Regions from separate parts of the Zea mays genome. Here region 1 is linked to region 2. A link is a contact called in public Hi-C data. All regions are on one chromosome and are shown on one strand. The core of a region is the stretch at or near the end of the contact, and the rest is flanking DNA. Distances in the headings are between cores, read along the strand shown. Region 1 has its middle 8.9 kb from the start of LOC111589338. Region 2 holds the start of LOC100191839.

Region 1 (4,411 bases), core at 1,109-3,608, 190 kb after region 2:
ACTATAATAAAGTGGATCAGACACAGGGCAATATACATTCAACTGATCTACGAGCTGAGAAAAACGTTCTACATAATCGGGGACAGTAGTGGTCTGTCGGATATGAAAAAGTTGCCTAATCAAGACCTCATGCTGATCTTTACCAAATCGCTCTCTAATCATATCGCCAAAGTCAGACCAAGAAACATGAGGCAACTGGCATTCAACCGATTGAAGCCACCTCGCTGAAGCAGGGCCGTCTCTGTGGGGGTGCCGAAGGTGCGGCCGCACCGGGCCCCCAAATTTATAGGGCCCTCTAGCCACTAGACGCTAGCATTTTTCCTGTTAAATTTATCTATTCTAGACATAAATACGCAAAGAGCGATGCGCTATTAATCAGTCTCATTTAAATTGTTAAACTAATGTCTCAATTGCTTATCGAATACTCTATCCGTTTCAAAATAATATTTGTTTTATCTCTTAATTTTTATGTTTATATTCAACTAGATGATGATGAATCCACTAAAGAAACAAAATGAATTTTATTTTGATGTAGATATAGTATTATTTACTATACACATGATGGTTGCATCGGTAGAGAGAAGCTTTTTAAAATTGTAATATTTTTTGAGCTATTTATGGTCAACAATAACTTAAGAGAGGTTAAATGACTTGACGATTCTATATATCGAAAAAAGTTGTTGGATGAAATTGATCTCAATGATATAAGCGATGACTTTGTATCACAAAATTTTGTATCACAAAATGTTAGAAGATATTTTTAATGATATCAGACGAGAAGTAAGTGTTTTTGACTATATTTTATATTTGTTATCTTATAAACATCAAAACAGTTTATAATAATTTTTATACGTCAAATATTCGATATTGTATGTATAATTATATATATTTGTGTGTGATAGACCCTCTATATCGAATTTCGCACTGGGCACCTGAAAAGTCAGGAACGGCCCTGCGCTGAAGGACCGGTGAACTGCATAGTTGCAACCTTGATCCAAACAGCGGGATCGACAGAATACATTGTGAAATAATCTTCACAACGTTTCTGCCATAATTTGGGGTTCTCCCCGGCCCATCGAATCCTGAAAAAGGAAACTTGGGCAGGTTGCCCAGACATCTGGATGAATGATCTCCTGCTAGTCAGCCAGTCATGGAATCATGCCAAATGGGTGGAACATGAGAAAAGGCACCTGGAGCAGTATGCATACCATTGCGCGGGAGTGATGACTGGGCGAATGCATACCCCGAGCGTCCCTCCCGGTGATAAGAGCAATCGTGGTGCCCCAGAAGGCCGTGGACGTTCGTCGTGGTAGCAGGAGGGCGCCCCACCGTCGAACCGTACGAGCCTAGAATGCCTGGACGGTAGAAGTACTGCGTCTCACGATTCCTTGTATGCGACAGGCGCGACACGTCCGATCGCGCGCAGTGCTTCCACGGCAGAAGAGAGCACGCCCCACAGAGTGCTCGACGGAAGGCCTCCACATCTCGAACGTTGCGGTTGATGTTTCCAGCGCTGCCACACGGGTGGAGAGCGTGGAAGTGGATTCAACGGCGTCGATGCGCTCCCATGTGGTCGCCGCCAACTCGGCGACGTGCACGTCGAGCTGCGCCTGCAGCGTCCTGGACATGTCCGCGCGAACGGTCGCTGCGTCGACGTTGTCTACCTTCGTCGGTAAGGCGCTGATAGAATGGGAGTTGGCCGGCACCGTCCTCTCCAACGCTTCCCGGTGACGATCCTGGGCGTCGAGTCGATCACTAATCTGTTGCAGAAGCTTGGACCGCGCGGCCATCGTCTTTGCCTGGGCCTCCAGCGCTCCAGTGATGTTGGCCTCCGAGGTGGAGGCCATCGTCGCGCTACGAAGTCGCGGTGCCAGGAAGCCTGCCTGATACCAATTGTGAGAGTCCTCACAACTCAGTACAATTTGTCTAGAAGAATATAGTAGGTAGATTATGGGCGGACTCAAGGGGGTCCAGAACCTATCCGGCCATCCCGGCATCACTAGAGATATCAATGGAGCCCCGAAACCCGATTACCCGTGGAGAATTCCTCTATTAAGATTAAGGTATGTGTTAAAATAAATCTTATAGGTATAAATTTAGAATAAATTCCTTACCTGTTAGGTATGACGGGTTTGGGTTTGGAAGGGTTAAACCCAAACCCGATTACCTATGGGGAGAAATACTCGGAACAATCTAGCGTATAGGATTCCAGGCTTCTAGCGAGCATTTACTTGTGGGCTGTGGCCTTTGTGGGCTGCCGACGAATACCAACTATGGGCCCGTAGGAAAGAAGCAGCCCCCACCCATAAGAAAGAAGCAGCCCCGTAAGAACAAGCCAACAAAGTAAAAAAAAACTAAACTATGCGTCCCAGCGGGCCAGCCCCCAGCCGCTTGCCCTCAAATCTCAATCGCTCAAGCAGGCAAGCACCGTGTGTCCGCGTGCGTGAGCCGCCGGCCTGGACCGCCGCTCGCCCGGAGCCCCAGACGCAGAGATATTTTTGATTTCTGTTTACTGTTTGATTATATTTATGATGTATGGACAGGTGGCTACTAGAAGACAATATTTGTTTTGAGTATGTTGATGAAACTACAAAATATACATGCTAGAGTAAATATTGAATTGTGTCCAATGTCCATAATGAAATTCTGAAATTTTGAATAATTGGGTCGGGTATGGATACCTATGGGTATTTAGTACCCGGTCGGGGATGAGTATGAGAGGATTTTCATACCCGAGGTCGGGTTCGGGAATGGCGGCGGGTCTATATTCATAGATACGGGTCTGAGGAGTTAATCCTGATGGAAAATTCTCCATTAACGTCTCTAGGCATCACGTTCCTATTTCAACAGCGTGATCGTTCAGGCGGTTTAGCTTCCACCGGCGGCTGACGGTTGCTGCGAAACTCGGAATCTGCGATCTGCGCTGCGCGCCTGCGCCTGGACGTGCGGGGCGCCAACGCCGGTCAGCCGATAGCCGGTGCCCTGCCCTCGGCCCCTGCCAGCCTGCCTCCGTCCGGCGTCCGGCCGTAGTGCCTCTTGCTGTCCTGCAGAGTTGCATTGTAGTCTTGCCTCTTGCGTAGTTGCCTTTCCTGTTGGCCGTAGTGTGGCTGATTGCCTCTTGCATGTTGGCTGCGGCCTGGGCGCCTGCCGTAGTGCTGACGTGCCATACGGCTGCGCGTCTGTGTTGTGCTTCAGTCAGGTAATGTACTAATATACATATATATTTTTTGTTGAATTTTGTCTAACACAAATACGCAATATATATATATATATATATTGTTGTTGATTTTTGTCTTATTGATTGTTGGTTCACTACAATTGTTTTTGTAGTGACTAAAATATGAAGAAGCAGAGAGATATTGTCTCTCTTTTTCGCAATCATGGTGTAAAGAAACAGAAGTTTATTGCTTCTTCATTATCTCCGAATGTTACTCAAGCGTCGACACCTCAAGAACAAGAGAAAGAGAGGATAAAAAGTGAAGAAATTGTGAATCCAATACCATCTGCATCGCTACCGCTAACAATTTATGATGTCAACCGTCTTCCACATGATCCAGGTGAAAGACAACCTATTGCAAGTTACCATGCTAATGATCACGATGCAATTCGAAGAGCATATATTCTTAGAGGTCCATTTCAACCATATGCACATTCTCTGCAATTTAATTGATATTGCTTTTGCTGGTGGCGACAGCAAGTATTGAAAGGGCATTTTCTGCAATGAGTTTAGTGAAGACTAAATTGAGAAACAAGATGTGTGATAGTCTTTTGGATGATTGTCTTGTTATATACATCGAGAGGGATATTTTCTTTGAAGTGAATGAAGAAGATAAAATTGAGAATTTTATGGCGTTGAGAAAGCGCAGGCCAGATAAGTAGTATTATTGCAATCTTTATGTTTAATGTATGCAACTTTTAATGCTTAATTGTTGAATGCCAAACTTTATATCTTGTTTACCAAATTTACTATAAATTATATATATATTAGATATAAATCTACATAAATTTTTTGTTGTGGCACATTCTATATAAAAATCCTAGGTCCGCAATAGAAGGAAGATTAGCTATAGAGAATGAATAGTTCTGTTCTTCCATACCCACAGACTTCCCAGGACCAAGTATTTATACAGCTTCTCTACTTGGACCACACACTAGCAGGATAACGCCCATTGGGCTTTGGCATGCACACGCCGGCCCAACGCTGGCTGGCAGGTTTCTTGCTTCCTCTTCTATTTCTGTGTTCCCACCATCCTTAATAGTCGGTCTGGTGACACCAAGCCGGCGCGAAAGTAGCGCTACTCCTACATTGCATGAGGCCGATCGAGGACGAGTGCCTCGGCACGCCGGCGCCGACACCATCATCAGTTCATGTTCATCATCCTATAGCCTTTTCGAACAGGTCGGCGCCGGG
Region 2 (4,918 bases), core at 2,103-4,602:
CCTCAAGTATTTTTATTTACTCCGTCTGTTTTAGATTGTAATTCATTCTGGCTTTTCCCGATACATAGCCTTTGCTATGCACTTAGATATAGTGTGCCTAGATACATAGTGTGAGCTATGTATTAGAAAAGCCATACGAATTACAATTTGGAATGAACTCTCTCCAACTCTAATTATAAGTCATTCTAATTTTCTTGGACAGTCAAAGCATTTCAGATTTAACCAAAATTACAGAGAGAATTATAAAGATTTATGACATCAAATATGTATACTATAAAAATATAATCAATTAAGTAATGAAAATCTAACAATACTTATTTGGTATCATAAATGTTATTATTTTTATTATGTAAGTTTGGTCAAAATCGAGATGCCTTGACTCTAAAAAAGTTAGAATGACCTATAATTTGGGACAAAGGGTATGTATGTAGCAAATAGCATATTGTAGACCATATTTCCAAAGAAGCAAAACGAAGATAATTTTGCAAGACATTTGATAGTTGATTAACTTCAGGGCGGCAGGGCTGGATCAAGACTTCAACAAGAGTGTTTCAGGCCCTCAGGATTGCAGTCAATGATGAGCTCCGGGTTCTAGAAGATTCACTCCATTCATGCTTTGACTGTCTGGCGACAGGTGGTCGGCTTGCTGTAATCTCATTCCACAGTCTGGAGGATAGAATTGTGAAGAAAACTTTCTTGGAGCTCATCCATGGGGGTGAAGCAAATGAAGAAGACGACAAAGACGACCAGGCACTCACTGATATCGAAGACGGAGATGAACCATGGTCTGGCCAGAGAGTGCAAGGAAGGAATGGAACCGTCCTCACAAAAAGACCAATAACCCCCTCGCAAGAGGAGGAAAAACTAAACCAGAGGTGCAGAAGCGCAAAGCTTAGAGTCATTCAGAAGACCTGAATAATTTCGGATAAATTTTGAAGGATTCCTGGGCACATCGGCGTGTAGTTGTTTATAGCCAGAGAAATGTGAATGGGATTCTCACTTGCGTGCACAGCCAGCTGCAGTCTGGATCACCAGAAATTTTACATCAGCCGGATGTGGTGGTGCTATTTATCCTCGACAAGAAATCTAGAGGCTTAGGTTAGTCGAAAAAAAACTCACTGTATCTGCATCAGTTTCTGAACTTCGTTCATGTATATCGCCTCATGAACTCTGTAAACCTTTCACTTGCAAGACACGATAATCAGTTTAGGCCCTGTTTGGGAACAAAGTTTTTGAAAACTACAGTTTTTGAAATACTATACTATACTTTAGTTATGACAATACCGTAGTTTATAATACCGCAGTTTTGAAAACTGAGGTCCAGAGCTAAGTTTAGAATGCCTTAAAACAACTATAGTATTTGCAATACTTCAGTTTTGAAAACAGAGATTTTACCCAGCTTGCCAAACACCATTATGTATATAATACTGCAGTATTTGAGAATACTGCAGTATTCTTCCAAAACTGCAGAAAAACTTTGTTCCCAAACACCCCCTTAGGGTTTTCGAGCCCTCCTTCACTCCTGGTACATCATCCATCTAGCTGTACCTGTCCAATGAGCTACTGATCTGATCATCCATCTAGCTGTACCCTTCTGCTGCTGTGTATTGTAATGTAAGGCCATCAACATGTATACCGCCGCAACAGCTGGGCAGTGGGACCCGGCGGGAAGTACAGGTACAGGGTGATGTTCTGTTTGGTAGAATGTTATAGCCTTTGCGCATCATTCGGAAATTTGAAATATGTCGGTGCTTTTTTTTTTTTGCAATATTCGTCCTCTAATTAAAATATGTGATCCTGGTTGTGACAATGTTTCCTACAGTAGACTAATCATGTCTGTTGTGACAAATGTTTCCAGTGGTAGACTAATCGTGTTAGCTGAAATTCATTTTCCAGTGGCGCAAGATGCAGAGAGCTTGAAGAGAAACAGTTCATTGTGTTTCTAATTTTTTTCTAATTTTTTCTGATTTTCTTGAAGTATTTTCTCTCTCTCAAAAAGATTGTTTTGCCCTTGGCTTTCAAATAGTGGCAGCACTCGATTGTTACGACGTACCCAATAGTATTCATATAACCAAACCAAACCCAAGGGTGTTTATCTGACCCCGAAATATATTGTTCGCTTCTGCGACTTGCTGTAGTTTTAATTTGACTGCGGCTTATATAGTATTTTGTTTCTATATATTGTACCTGCAGCAATTCGAACAGCTGTAGTAGCTGTGGCAGGGCAGTCCATGTAAGTGTCATGTAGTATTCAATTGTCACCAGCATTTGTTGTTACCTAGTAGGCCTTAGGCTTGTTTTTTTTGCTTTTCTAGGCTATGTGGATTAGGGGGTGTTTGGTTCTGTGGACTAAAGTTTAGCCCGGGTCACATCAAGCGTTTGACTTTCAAATAGGAGTATGAAATATAGACCCAACCAACTGTACTAGATTCGTCTCACTTTTTAATCTTCGGCTGAGAAATTAGTTTTATAATCCGACTACATCTAATACCCCCAACGAAGGTTCAAATATTCGATGTGATAATGGCTAAATTTTAGCAGGGGCAAACCAAACACCCCCTTAGAAGAGATTAGAAAAAATATTATAAAAATATTTTAACTTATTTAAGATTTAAACTCTTTCAATCCCACTAAACCACATGAATTAAGAGCAGAGGCCCTTACAATTTTTTTATTTATTTTTTGTTTCGTATGAAACGAGGGTATCTACTACGACCAGGTGGCTCGGGTAAAAAACGACAGACTGTTGCCTGCTGCCTGCTGGGGCCGCTGCGGGCCTGCCGCTGCACTCGGTGACAAATTGGGAAAAAAATTTGCTGCAGCCGGGCTGCAAACCAGGATGTTTGCAGTCCCTCATAGAAAAGAAGATAGGGCCCACCTGCAGGTTAATAAGACAACTAAAACGTTACCTGGTGGACCTGCAGGTGGGCTCTATCTTCCTTTTTGTGAGGGGCTGCAAACATCATCGTTTGCAGCCGGGCTGCAACAAATTTTTTCCGAATTGGGAAAAAAATTTGCTGCAGCCGGGCTGCAAACCAGGATGTTTGCAGTCCCTCATAGAAAAGAAGATAGGGCCCACCTGCAGGTTAATAAGACAACTAAAACGTTACCTGGTGGACCTGCAGGTGGGCTCTATCTTCCTTTTTGTGAGGGGCTGCAAACATCATCGTTTGCAGCCGGGCTGCAACAAATTTTTTCCGACAAATTGACTGACCGACCGCTGCTGCCGCGCAACGTTGACCGGTCAAACGGGCCCCCATCCCTTCCCGCTCGGCCGCTCCTATCCATCTCTTTCTCTGTATCTATCTGGTACCAGGCACCAGCCAGCCATTGACCCACTCACCCACCCACCCGCGCGCCGTCGGCGTCGCCATCACCGTCGCACCGCGCGCTGCTCCCAGCCTCCCTTTCCCTTCCCTGGCTGCTTGGCTGGGTTAGTTGATTGACTCCCAGTAAAACGGGCAGCACTGCACGGCACGACAGAACCCACTCGGCCACTCCCGCCTCTCTCTACTATACCCAGCTACTCGCACGCAGATCCACCCACCCACCCATCGTTCCTTCCGTTCCGTCCGTCCACTTGCCGTTGCCGACCACAACCCGCTCCCGGAGGACGGCGGGATGAGGGGGCAAGCCAACGGAGTGGAGGACCGCCGGCAGCGGGGCGACGACCACGAGGCGGACAACGACGGCGAGGAGGCGGAGGAAGAGGAGGGCGACGACGAGGGCCGCCACCGGGGCCAGGGCCCGCCGCAGCAGCGGCGGCACCAGGCCCAGAGGCCGTACTCCGGCCCGCAGCAGCAGCAGCAGCCGCGCCCGCCGCCGCCGCTCGCCAGGAACGTCGGCTACGTCGGCAAGCATCGCCTCTCCGCCGCCATCGCCCGCCTCGACCAGGAGCTCCAGTCCCTCCAGGTTACTACTGCGCTCAGCTTGCTCCCCTCCCCTCCCCGCCCTCCTCTCCCTCGCACCTTTGCTCGATCAACGGCAACCGCGGTCGACTCCTTCCTAGCTCGTCCGTAGTAGAGTCAACCTGCTGCTGCCACAGCCAGGCGCGATCCAGATCTTGCCTGCCGCGTATCAAGCTGCGCGATTCTAAGCATCGAATCCGGTGCCCCGTTCGTGCCGTGTCCCGCGCATCGTATATTGCTGCTCGATTTGTTATGCGTTTTTTTTTGTGCCTCTATGCAAGCAAGCAGAAGGAGGGGAATACCTTGCTGGCTTGCTGTCTAGTGCTGCAGTGGGAAACTGTAAATGGAGGACGACCCAGGTAGCGGTGGAGGCAAAACACTTTATTCACCTATATATATCTTTACTGTATGAAGTGCAGGAAGCCGATTGTGAAGCTACCACAAAAAAAAAAGTCAGCAAGATATGCATTAGAAAATGCTTGATATGCATGTGCGATGATACAAGATCAGCAAGCGGAAATGCTTAGAAAAAAAACTGTTCTTATCGATCCTCACTGCACCAGAGTAACTCGATTGGAAAGGAAACATTTGAAAGAAATTGCCAGTACTCGCCATTTGCACCTATCTGCTGTCACTCTGTCTACAGAAACACAGGGCCTTTTCTTCTGGATGTGGAGGGCCATCTGGAACTTGTTAGCGAGGCTTCGTCTTGTAGGGTGGTGGTTTTGATTTCCCATCATGTTCTTTGATCAGTCTGGCGTCTAGAGATATGCGGTGGTTAGATACTTTTGAATATCTGCTGTTTCTTTGCACAAGATGAGCAGAACACTAATCTAAAAAAACATTACTCTAATCAACTGATCGTTTGAGTTTAAAAGGAATATTAATGATCAATACTTGGTGCTGACTATTTGCGTTACTTGTTTAGAGATTTTTAGAGGACACGGGACATCCGAATTTATCATGTGCCAGTTTTTTTTAAAAAAAAACATCAAAAAGTCATGTATGTA

Evidence for each region. Hi-C and Micro-C count contacts between places; a contact is called where the count stands out from the background.
Region 1: a contact with region 2 is called in a Hi-C map of leaf, with 5 times the contacts expected there. The contact joins the enhancer-like site here to the promoter of LOC100191839 in region 2. A contact is called at or near these places in 4 of 25 Hi-C or Micro-C datasets (ear, endosperm, leaf and 1 more).

Annotation. Positions count from the first base shown.
Region 1 is chr5:79,538,208-79,542,618 of Zm-B73-REFERENCE-NAM-5.0, forward strand. No RefSeq gene overlaps it. Among protein-coding and RNA genes, the nearest start is that of LOC111589338, 8.9 kb to the left of the region's middle. Within about 2 kb of position 2,359, at least 20 of the 20 cell types and tissues checked have an H3K27ac peak or open chromatin away from gene starts, as enhancers often do. A contact at or near this core is called in ear, endosperm, leaf and 1 more, where this site is marked.
Region 2 is chr5:79,342,623-79,347,540 of Zm-B73-REFERENCE-NAM-5.0, forward strand. LOC100191839 reads left to right here and starts at 3,353. Exons shown (of 4, transcript NM_001158370.2): 1 at 3,353-3,912. The coding sequence starts at 3,622. LOC103626596 (probable methyltransferase-like protein 15) reads left to right here. Exons shown (of 5, transcript NM_001301525.2): 5 at 515-1,527. The coding sequence ends at 915.